4 separate regions of the Mus musculus genome follow, and all the other regions are linked to region 2. Evidence: chromatin contacts called from public ChIA-PET and HiChIP or PLAC-seq data. All regions are on one chromosome and are shown on one strand. The core of a region is the stretch at or near the end of the contact, and the rest is flanking DNA. Distances in the headings are between cores, read along the strand shown.

Region 1 (2,750 bases), core at 31-2,530, 930 kb after region 2:
CTTAGGTGTTTTTGTGTGTGTGTGTGTGTGTGTGTGTGTGTGTGTGTGTGTAATAGTGACGAATAATCACTCAAAATACCCACACTAATTTTCCAAGGTCCCACAGTGCAGCTCGGTGGTGAATTGAGGCAAATGACACACTTTAGGTGAGATGGATGGACTGTGGGAGAAGGAGATATCCAAGGACATTTCTCTGCCTTCTGTTTACTCTCACTTAAGTTCACACACGTTTTCTCCGGGATCCCATGTCTAAAACCCAAAGAAAAGGCTGTTCTCTTGCCCTCTCCTGGCTGCCCCGAGCGCCCGTGAGCTGAGAAGGAGGCTGGTCTTTTACTTACAGTCAAACCAAAACTGGTAAGCGTCTTTAAAGCCAGTGCCAAACCATGCAGGAGCAAATTCAGATGGTTGCCTCTGCCTGCCTCATGAACCCGGACTGCTTCAGTTTGCCGTCTTACATACCTCGTCCCTAGAAACTGCAGAGGGTGGGTGGGCTCAAGGGAGCCCTGGGCCTTTGGAACCACCCACCTGTGCACAGAGGCATGGTCATGGACAGGTGGCTGCGCATCGGTGACTCTCCAGAACACTGCACTTGCTCTTAGAGTGTCCTAGGGGCTTGGTTGGTACTCTGAGAAGATGTGTGGACTATATTGTGGATTTTTTTTCCTCTCCAGTATATAAATTTGATAAGCAGGGATTTACTGGCCTCCAGGCAGACACGCGGTTTCAAACCCCATTGAAGATACTGCATATAAAACCAATTTCTCTTTCTTGTGTTCTCTCTCCCACCTTCTGGGTTTCTCTCCTCTCTTCTTTCTTCCTTCTCCCTTCTCCGGCTCTTCTCTGGTATCTCTTCTTATAAGAAAGTGCTATTTTATACAAATCTAGTTTTGAGTGAACTCCTGATTTTTTTTCACCCTTGAAATGTAAACATTAACAGGGATAGTGTAACAGGCAAGTTCTTCACATTGTTCCTGGCGTTGCGGGCAGTTACTGCCTGGTCCTAGCCGTAGAGCACACGTGCCTACTTAAGGTGGGAATTTAAGCGATGCACCATGGGACTGTGGCTCTCTGAAATGGCAGTCACAGTTTTAAGAAAACTATCCCAGAAGTAGCCAGGGCGGTGTCCCCTGGACACCACAGAGACACAGGAATGATTGTCAGCTTTAGAGGTGACAGTCACTGCAGGGGAGCGTCTGTGGAGCAGCAGAAGACTGCAGGCTGGAGCCACCCCTTGGCTCTGCCAGCAGAGGATCATGGGTATAGAATATCACATTTCCTTATCTTACCAAATAGACACCTCGAGTGATCTGCACTGGGGTTCAGATGGAGAGGGAAGACAGTTACCATGCCACCAAACCACTGTTTTGTTTGTTGAGGTTTTAACTTTAAAACAGCCGAGGTTAATTTCGACTTCCTATTTGAGCAAGTCTTTGAGTGGAATAGAAAGCTGTTTTGTCATGGCTGCCTGTTTACGCAAGTCAGGACACCATTGTTAAGTCCTGCCAAATTTCAGGGCTTTTCTCCGTTCCTTTTACAGCAGGAGTAGAGCAGATTACAGAGTTCTGGGGTAGCCGGGCCTGGTCCCTCACACCTCCCTTTTAGGAATGGCTCCAAGCAACACACATGGGTCATTTTAGGTCTTGGGCTCTGATTTCCCTGGGAACCATCATGAAGGTGTCCTGACTTCTGCCTGGGGGAGGGGGGGAGATGCAGATAAGGTGTAAAGATGCTGATTCCGAAATCCTTCAGACCAAATAAGTACTCTAAGCCTCTTGCTGTAAAGTTTAACTTTCCTTGGATTCGTTGTGATGAAGCTGAGCTTAGACTTCGAGGTCTACACTGTTCTTTTTGCTCGGTAATCTCTGGTGTGACTTCTAGACAGAAACACAGTCTCCCCAACTTCTTCCAGCTTTGTTACGGGGTGGATATGAAGTCAAATCCAGACCTCTCTGAAGGCACAGGCAGGAAGGTGGTGTGGAAGGACACACTTGTGCTCCTGGCTCAGGGACTGGTGTGCTACTGGGCCGACAGGCATGGAGAGGAGTTGGGCTAGCCACTTGTGTAGAAGATGTGGACTGAATGTGTTTGGTTGTAATTGGAGGTTGATGCTGCTGTCGACGTTGATAATAACATCAGACTGTGTGCTGGATGTCTTGCTAAGTCATGTTTCGGGGCATTTTATTTTTAAAGATGGGTAGAAAAGAAAGCCAATCAGAATACTGAAATTCTGAGCATGCCCTAAGGGGGATCATGGGGTAAGGGGACTTCCAGCAACTCTTTCTTGGGGTAATCCCACACACATTTATGAGTCTCTCTCCTGTGGCCTTTTATAACTAAAGCCTTCTTCCCAAGTACCATGAGATCAGCCTAGATGAGAGCAGATGCCCCCATCTGAAGCTCCACGTGACCGAGGAAGGCCACGTGCTCTCAGGTGGCCCCCAGATTTCCAGTTTTCTAATGGATTGTCTTAGGCTCCTTCCAAGTCCCTTTGAAAAAGTTATATTCGCTACTGTCTGTGAGGTTCTTAGAGGTAGGGTTACCATGTCAGGGCAATTCCCTCCACCCTCAGAATGTACGAAGGGAAGGAAGCATTTCCACCTTCCAGAGTAAGGAGCAAACTCCTGCATCCAGAGAGCCAGGCCACAAGAGCATGTGAAAAAGGCTTGTCCTGCCCACCACCAACTCACATAGCATAACTAGCATAAGCAGGGGGAGAGAAAGGGACCTGCGAGCCCTTGCCGCCCTGGGGT
Region 2 (2,700 bases), core at 137-2,636:
TAGAAACACTATCCAAAAGCAACTTGTACCTCATCCACTGTCAGGTCACTGCCCATCCCAGAGGGACATCAGGGCTGAACTGCTTGCTATTCACAAAGCCTTGCTTCCAAACTGGAAACGCACTGACACCCAAGGACACACAGCAGGACACAGGGAGGCAAGCTGTTTGCTGGCTTATGCTCTGCTAACTTCCCTGTACACACAGAACTACCTGCCTGGGGACAGTACAGCTCACGGTGGCCCGGACCTTTCTACACCAATTAATAACCCTGACAGTCTGCACAGGTCAGTCTGATCTAGGCAGTGCCTCAATCCCTGCTTTCCTCTCAGATGACTGTAAACTGTGTCAAGTCAGCAGTGAATGGTAACTAAGTCAACAGCACACCTATTGGTGCAATGTTTACGTTGGACTAAGCTTTAAATAGTAAAGATTTAAAGCACACATATGTGTGGGCGATTTGCAAATTGTTTGCCATTTTGTGAGAGGGCCTTGGTATCCACAAGGGAATCCAAGGATGCTAGATACCTGTCTTCTGGGTTGGTCTGTGTGACCATCAGTAATCCATTCATACTGTGGCACCCCTAAAGGGGGTAGCTCTGCTTAGAGGACTCCGGGTGGTGACAGTTTTTGTCTCTTCACTGGGGAGCATAACTGATCTCAAATATCAAATATGGCTTCTGGACCACCAACCACCCTACCGTATGGGAAGTTGGGCTGCAGCTTCACGGACTGCCCAACACAACACTTGGAGTTTTACCTCCATTTGCTCACGGGGAAGGCCATTCTTTGCCCAAATCCCCTGACTGGGAGGAGACAACACAGGCTTCTTGTTCATCCAGCCTTTCCCTGGCTGCTCTCTGATGCCCCTCAGCGACTGTGGTCAAGTCTTTGAGAGTGAGAGGCAGGGACGGTGGTGAGAACATCGGGTGTGGGGCTGGCTTTGTCTTTGTTCTGTCTGTCTGTAGGTACCGGGGCTTCTGGGAAGGAGTGAGCAGGGGAGGGAGGGCCAGACGAACTCACCCTGAACACTGTTGGGCCTTTTCTTTCTCTGGGCTTTGGTTCATTCTTCAAGTCCTGACATGCCCATGGCTTGTGTACAGTGGCAAGGGGAGCTGGCAGCAGCTGCAGGCGTGCTGGCTGGCCAACCTCATGGTATTGTTTTTGACTATTATCTCATGTGCAGAATGACAGCGACCAGGGCTTGGTGGCCCTCTTTGTTTATGTACATCTTTTTGCTTTGGGAAAGGGGAAGAAAGAACTGGCTCCCTTTAAGAGACATGAACACCGACAAACAAAAGTCAGCTAAGAAGCCCAGATCACACGGGGCCTGTCCTGGGCAGGAAGTGGGGCCTCAGCGTGAGCGTGTACGTTACAGTAAGTTCTCAGCAGACTGAAAACCCTTTCATCACGTTCTGCCCCCCCCACCCCCACACACGATTTGACTTCATCAGCGACATCACTCAAGCACAAATGGTATTCGTCAGGGGTAATCGGCCAACCCCGGAGGCTGTGTTCAAGGTTGCTCGGATGGGACATCTCAAAGCAGTTGTCCGAGTTGAAAGAAAACATTACATTTGATCTCCCTTGAATATGATTTCTGCAGACACTGTGTGCTTCTGCCTTCTTTAGCCCTCTCACCCGTCTCTACCTGGGGGGGTGGGGGGGGGGTGGGGCTGCAGGAAATAGCAGTTCGCAGTTAATTTTACAGTATGTCTGCAGAAACCAGGGCAATGAACAGCCATCCGAGACGTGACCAAGGTTTATTTTCATTAGCCGGCTAATGAACCCGAACAGGTGTGCAGGTTGTTAAATGTTGAGTGACGATCTCTCGCTTCACACATGTCTATGAGGATATTTGTTCTCTTGGATGAGATGGGTATAAGGACTGTGGCAGCCATTCATGAGATGGGGTAATGCCTGCACACGGTCTCCTCTGTACGCTCCTCACTTCTCGGATGCAGGGCATCCAGGATACAGCCAGCCAGGGAGACTCATCCAATGTAACAGAGAAAAATGTGACTCTGCTGGTTTGTGTGTGTGTGTGTGTGTGTGTGTGTGTGTGTGTTTCCGAGTTGAAACAGGGTAGAATCATTTTGGAAGAGGAACCTTCATTGAAGAGTTGGCTCCATCAGATTGACCTATAGGCAAGTTTGTGGAGTGTTTTCTCAATAAATGATAGATGTGGGAGCCCAGGCCACTGTGAGCAGTGCCACTCCTGAGTAAACCAGGGGAGTAGTTCAGTAGTTAGCGTTCCTCTGCGGCTTCTGCTTCAGCTTCTGCTTGAGTTCATGCCCACCTCCCATTGACCATGGCTGTCAGTTGGAAGGTGAAATGAGCCCTTTCCTCCTCAAGTTGCCTGTGTTCGTGGACAGGGACTGAGGCTACTAGGTGAGTGGGGACTTGGTCCTTGAAACCTGTGGTTACATGATTGAAATCTGTGGTCACATGATTAAAACCTGTGGTCACATGATCCATTGGATGGAGAATTTCTTCTGCCCAGGCCCAGAGTACGGTTCAAGTCACAGACCTGAGGTGGAAGTTCACACAAGCAGTGTAAATGTGTCTTCCTCCATATCCTAGGCTTGCGTGTGGGTGCTTATGTGCACATGTGCTTATGTGCACATGTGCTTATGTGCATGTGTGTTTATGTGTATGAGTGTTTATGTGCATGGGTTTGTGTGTGTGTGTGTTTATGTGTA
Region 3 (2,700 bases), core at 57-2,556, 860 kb after region 2:
TGATGAGGAGGAGGGGGAATAAGGAGAAGAGGAAAGCGGGGGGGGGGGGACATAATGGCAGAGATCATTTGATGAAAGGCCTCATCTCAGTCTCATTATCAGGCTGCCTTTTCCATAGCTGCCAATGGTGAGTAATCGTACCTCTCAGAAGGACAGCCTGCTGAGAGATTGGAGGACAAGAGATTGGAGGACAAACCCAAGGAAGAACGGGGACTCTGGGGCAGGGACTCCCTTCTGAAATTCCCTCCAGGTCTGTAACTAGAGCTTTCCCTTTCTTCTTCTTCCCTCCCCTCCCTCTCCTTCCCCCTCCCTCTCATCTCCTTCCTTCCCCTCTTTTCCCCTTCTCTCTCCTCCTTCCTCCCATACCTCTCTCTGATATTGGGAGCATCGCAGGGGCCTCTGTGCCAGCATAGGGAGGGGCCTCATCCTCTTCATCTGTCCCCACCTCCCCGCCTTTCTATATTGATTTGCAGAGTAGAATTTGATAAAAGAATGAGAGAGAGACGGAGAGACAGAAAGAAACAGAGACAAAGAGAGATGAGAGAGAGGGGGAGAAAAGTAGACAAAAAAAGAAGGAACAAGACAAAAAAAACGAAGGAACAAGATTCTAAAGGTGTCTGGAACCTTTCAAAAGCCTCGTGCTGTTTGCCTGTTAAGAAGATACAAGTAACACAAGCCAGCATGAATCCCATTCAAGGGCTGATACTTGGTTTCAGAGAGTCCTGATCTAAATGAGGTCAAAGTGGGTCTTATGCAGGGCCTGTCATTCTGTGCACACTGCGAGTCAGGCTGAGCTCAACCACCTGCTCTGGGGCCTTGAGAAAGATCCAAGGCAAGGTGTCCAGGAAAACAAAATGCATAAGATGTCTACATAGAGCAATCTACTGCCCCAGATAAGAAACATCTTCCTCTGTTTTCATGTGCCCGTGTGCATGTGCAAACACACATGCCTGTGCTCATGTGTGTACACGTACACACACAAGCACGCACAAACACAAGCCCATGCACACAAACACACACACCCAAAAGACCTGCTCTAGCAGAGAGATCCGTGGCTCGGTTCCTCTTTCTTTAGAATTCCAGATAAGCCTTTACATCTCCTCAATCATTGCTCCCATTTGATAAATTCGCCAAAGTTCAAAGGCTGAGTGTGACTGGGGGCATTTGGAGAGGAATGATAAAACTGTGTCTGATAAACACAAAAAGCTTCATCAATATAGATCTACAAATTGGGAGCGTGGGGCTCCCTCAGGCAGTGAAGCTGTTATCTCCAGGGCGAGCCCCAGAAGATAGCTGAGGGAGCGGGAGGCATTATCTGCCTTCACAAGAGGAGCAGCACCTCCCCCACTGCTGTCTGCAAAGCCCAGGAAACACCTTGCAGGGGGTTGATGCAAGACTGCCATCCCCGCCCCAGCGACAGTTGGAATAGTGTTGTAACACAACATTGAGCAACACCTCCGCTGTAGCAGCCACTCTGTCCTAAGACACTTCTCCTGAGGAAAGACAAAGATATTTCGGGTGTCGTTGTTGTTGTTGTTGTTGTTGTTGTTGTCGCCTTTGTTTCAGCTTAGGTCATTAAAGAAAAAAAATCCCCCCTTCCACCCTGCTACTTAAAAAATAAATGTCCCTGAAGTTGGACATTTTGTCCAGGAAGATGGCCTCTTTGTTCCTCAGTCCAACGTGGCCTCGTTGAGTAAGTCTTCCTTTTTTGCTTTTAACTATTAAAGTCAAGAAATAAGAAAAAAAAATCAAGAAATAAAAAAATCAAGGAAAAAAAAAAACTCAGTTAGATCCTGAGAGACTGTTAATGCCAGCCCCTTTCCATCTCACTGTACCATAGCTTGAGAATTCCAGAGAAATCTTCATTTGTGTTTTTCCAGAGATCAGGTTGTCGGTTCCTGGGACTTTTGGGAACTGGATTTAAACTTGTGGATTGCTCTCGGGAAAGGACTTTGAAAGAGAAGAGACCCACTGGAGCTTTCCAGGAGTAATTTCTAAATTTCTTCTAGAGAAAATTTCACAAGACCCTCCTGATTTTAGGGAAGTTACAAAATGGCCAATGGAAGAGGCACAGGGCTAGAGCGGAGGGTGAGACAGCCTTCTCAGAGGGAGGGTCCCAGGCCTGCGAGATGGGCAAGCTGAGAGAAGTCAGCTTGTTTCTAGGAGCCCACTTGCTCTCTGAAAAGTACACAAATTATAGTACGTGTCTGTCTGGAGGAAAATGCTTAGCAGCATCTACCACAGAAAGGTAGCCACTGGAGCAACCCTGTTCTCTCACTTACTTCAGAATTGTCCTTTTGTGAGTGACCAGCTCCAGCATCTCGGAGTGCTCCAGCATCTCAGAGTTCTCCAGCATCTCAGAGTTCTCCAGCATCTCAGAGTGCTCCTACATCTCAGAGTACTCCAGTATCTCAGGGAACTCCAGCATCTCAGAGTATTCCTGCATCTCAGAATGCTCCAGCATCTCAGAGTGCTCCAGCATCTCAGAGTGCTCCAGCATCTCAGAGTGCTCCAGCATCTCAGAGTGCTCCTGCATCTCAGAGTGCTCCTGCATCTCAGAGTGCTCCAGCATCTCAGAGTGCTCCAGCATCTCAGAGTGCTCCAGCATCTCAGAGTGCTCCTGCATCTCAGGGTACTCCTGCATCTCAGAGTATTCCTGCATCTCAGAGTGCTCCAGCATCTCAGAGTGCTCCAGCATCT
Region 4 (2,714 bases), core at 119-2,618, 790 kb after region 2:
GATGGAGGAAGCAAAAGAAATCAGCACTGCTTCTTCACGTGTGTGGTGACAATTCACCGTCCAGCACGGCTGTGCTCCCCAGGGCACTACAAAATTCCCCTCGTATTCGCTTGCTTTATTGCAAAAGGGCAAGGTGCAGATATATTTATCTCCTCCGTGTGCATTTAGTAAGTTGTTATCTTGAGGATTGTCTATGTGCTTATTATGTGTTCTGTCCTGGTAATGTGGCAGTGACCAAAGATGGCGATCCTCAATGGTGAGAAATACATCAAGTGAGCCAGCCTCACCTACTCAGTAAGGTCCAGGCCGTGAGAGACCCTGTCTAGGAAAAAGAAAAACAACCACAACAGAGCACTATCAAACACTATCTGAGGTATGTTTCCCCACCTCCTACCTCCACACACATCTGCACATATATGTGTGCACACATATACATACACACACACACACACACACACACACACTCATGGAGAGAGTGAGAGAGAGAAAGAGAGATTCCATTGGGATTTCAGTAAGTACTACATTCAATCTGTAGATTGCTTGATTGTCCTCTCAATGGCATGGATCACAGTCTCTCAAAAGCATGGATCACAGTCTCTCAATGTCATGGAGCACAGTCTCTCGATGGCATGGAGCACAGTCTCTCAATGTCATGGAGCACAGTCTCTCAAAGTCATGGAGCACAGTCTCTCAATGGCATGGAGCACAGTCTCTCAATGGCATGGAGCACAGTCTCTCAAAGTCATGGAGCACAGTCTCTCAATGGCATGGAGCACAGTCTCTCAATGGCATGGAGGACAGTCTCTCAATGGCATGGAGCACAGTCTCTCAGTGGTTTTGTCTTTCCATTCATTTAGGTCTTTAATTTCCAGGCTGTGCTTTGTAATCTTCAGTCCTGGCAACTTTTGCTCTGTAGTTATTTTCCTAAGGACTTGGCTTTCTACATTTCTAGCTCCTCTTAGGTGTCTCCACCCAGGAAATCTCTTGCTTTCGTTTGAGTGACAGTTATGGAGCCCTCTGCCTACGAGGGAGTCAGCACACCCTAAATCAGCAGCCTCCCTGCAAGCCTCTCCTGCCCCAGCAGCATGGCGCTGTCCTTGTTCAGAGCCACTGAAGTCTTCTGGAAATTTCCACTTCACTTCAGCCTGGTGGTTCCTCTTTCTGTGGAATGGTATCAGTGACCAGTTACTAAGAAAGTTCAGGGGACAGAAAGAGTAGGGCTTCAGATGGAGGAAGAACAGGAGGGAAGGGAGGGAAGGGAGGGAAGGGAGGGGAGGGAGAGGAGGGAGGGGAGGGAGGTGGGCAACCCTCGAGCTCAGTCTTGATTTCATGTGCTTCCTCTGGGGCGAAGGAAAGAAACCATGTGTGGTCACAAAACCCTGTACCGAAACAGAGTCCCTCCTCTTTCATCTGTCACCACATGCTAAACACTGCAGTGTGTGTGTGTGTGTGTGTGTGTGTGTGTGTGTGTGTGTGTGTGTGTGTGTGAGAGAGAGAGAGAGAGAGAGAGAGAGAGAGAGAGAGAGAGAGATTGAGGAGATCAGAACATATGTGTTCCTTTTAACTCCTACCAGATCTTGAGATCAGTCAGTCAGAGAGAGCATTCTGGAAGGAACCGTCGAGGAGGGCACTTGGTGAATAACAGCTGAGACTCAGGAAGCACAGGTCTCCAGGGTCAAACCCCCCAACCCATTCCCACTCAGATGTGGGTGCTCCCCAACCTCACTGTATCTCGGTTTTGTTGACCATAAAACAGATAGTAACACTTGCGAGACAGACACTAAGTGGAAAGCATTATGTGATCTTTGGAGAAAAGGCAGACTGTTAACATATGCTAACAATGTGTTATTCTGGGCCAGGCCCGGAGCCACAGCCACCAGAGTAGCTTGGGAAACATCTGCCAGGAACACACAGAGCACTCCAGCCTCCAAAACCATCTCTGGGTCCAACTGGCAGGAGATAAAGGCCCTCTCTGCCCAGCTGTGCCCTGTTCGCCCTCAGGCCTGAATTCTGGGACCCCTATGCTGACCTGTAACTTACCCACTTACCATGCACCCCTCTGCTTAGTGAAAGAGAGCTTTGGAGGCTGGCCTCTTTGAGGCAAGGGGTTCTATTCTGGGACATCCACTTAGGGGCAGTGCTTATGGTGGATAGGCCAGGGTGGGACAGGGACATCCACTCTGGGGCTGTGCTTACCGTGTATGTGTTGGGGTGAGGCAGTTTGTGGTTTGTTTAGGACAGAAGACAACCAGAGCTGACTAAGTGGATGAGGCTCTCTGGCTCTCCCTCACTCTCCAAATTTGAGGCATCTGGTGCTCAAAGCCTAAAAAAGATCTCCCAAAAGGAGGAAGATGAGTGTGGCAGGGGAAAGGTGGGAGGGAGCCAAGATCCACAGGGACAGCTCCTCTTATCTCCGACTGTCCTGTCATGCTCTCTAGACATGGCGGCTTTCTGAGGAGGCCCACAAGGGCTTTCTTAGGGAAATAAGGTTGATCTCTGTGGTCCCCACTTGAGTCAAATTGGCTTCTCTTCATCCTTTCTCAAACTTTCTGGTGTCCGTAAATTCTTTGAAGAGGAAGGAAATTAGGGAAGCCAAGATATTCACAGAAAAAAAGTTCAGCCCTTTCCTGATGGGCCCAGCCGAGATGTGATAGCTATCCTCAAAGCATAAATCCTGAAGGGTAGACATTTAGATACAGTAGCTAGGGAAACAC

The links. ChIA-PET counts read pairs in DNA pulled down with a chosen protein or histone mark. HiChIP or PLAC-seq counts read pairs in DNA pulled down with a chosen protein or histone mark.
Region 1: a contact with region 2 is called in an RNA polymerase II ChIA-PET map of memory CD8 T cells, with 18 read pairs. The contact joins two enhancer-like sites. A contact is called at or near these places in 2 of 484 Hi-C or Micro-C datasets (CD4 T cells and CD8 T cells) and 3 of 115 datasets of contacts at active chromatin or transcription factors (double positive thymocytes, embryonic stem cells and memory CD8 T cells).
Region 3: an H3K27ac HiChIP or PLAC-seq map of double positive thymocytes shows a contact between it and region 2, with 8 times the contacts expected there. The contact joins two enhancer-like sites. A contact is called at or near these places in 4 of 484 Hi-C or Micro-C datasets (CD4 T cells, nephron progenitors and palatal mesenchyme) and 5 of 115 datasets of contacts at active chromatin or transcription factors (acute myeloid leukemia, craniofacial prominence, double positive thymocytes and 2 more).
Region 4: a contact with region 2 is called in an RNA polymerase II ChIA-PET map of memory CD8 T cells, with 18 read pairs. The contact joins two enhancer-like sites. A contact is called at or near these places in 1 of 115 datasets of contacts at active chromatin or transcription factors (memory CD8 T cells) and 1 of 9 other capture datasets (embryonic stem cells).

What each region holds. Positions count from the first base shown.
Region 1 is chr16:92,639,846-92,642,595 of GRCm38.p6, reverse strand. The region is part of intron 6 of Runx1 (runt related transcription factor 1); the gene reads left to right. Among named protein-coding and RNA genes, the nearest start is that of Gm30224, 45 kb to the right of the region's middle. Within about 2 kb of position 1,280, at least 32 of the 459 cell types and tissues checked have an H3K27ac peak or open chromatin away from gene starts, as enhancers often do. A contact at or near this core is called in CD8 T cells and memory CD8 T cells, where this site is marked.
Region 2 is chr16:93,573,372-93,576,071 of GRCm38.p6, reverse strand. No RefSeq gene overlaps it. Among named protein-coding and RNA genes, the nearest start is that of Setd4, 29 kb to the left of the region's middle. Within about 2 kb of position 1,386, at least 54 of the 459 cell types and tissues checked have an H3K27ac peak or open chromatin away from gene starts, as enhancers often do. A contact at or near this core is called in CD8 T cells, double positive thymocytes and memory CD8 T cells, where this site is marked.
Region 3 is chr16:92,714,362-92,717,061 of GRCm38.p6, reverse strand. The region is part of intron 2 of Runx1 (runt related transcription factor 1); the gene reads left to right. Among named protein-coding and RNA genes, the nearest start is that of Gm30281, 46 kb to the left of the region's middle. Within about 2 kb of position 1,306, at least 92 of the 459 cell types and tissues checked have an H3K27ac peak or open chromatin away from gene starts, as enhancers often do. A contact at or near this core is called in double positive thymocytes, where this site is marked.
Region 4 is chr16:92,785,630-92,788,343 of GRCm38.p6, reverse strand. The region is part of intron 2 of Runx1 (runt related transcription factor 1); the gene reads left to right. Among named protein-coding and RNA genes, the nearest start is that of Gm30281, 25 kb to the right of the region's middle. Within about 2 kb of position 1,368, at least 78 of the 459 cell types and tissues checked have an H3K27ac peak or open chromatin away from gene starts, as enhancers often do. A contact at or near this core is called in memory CD8 T cells, where this site is marked.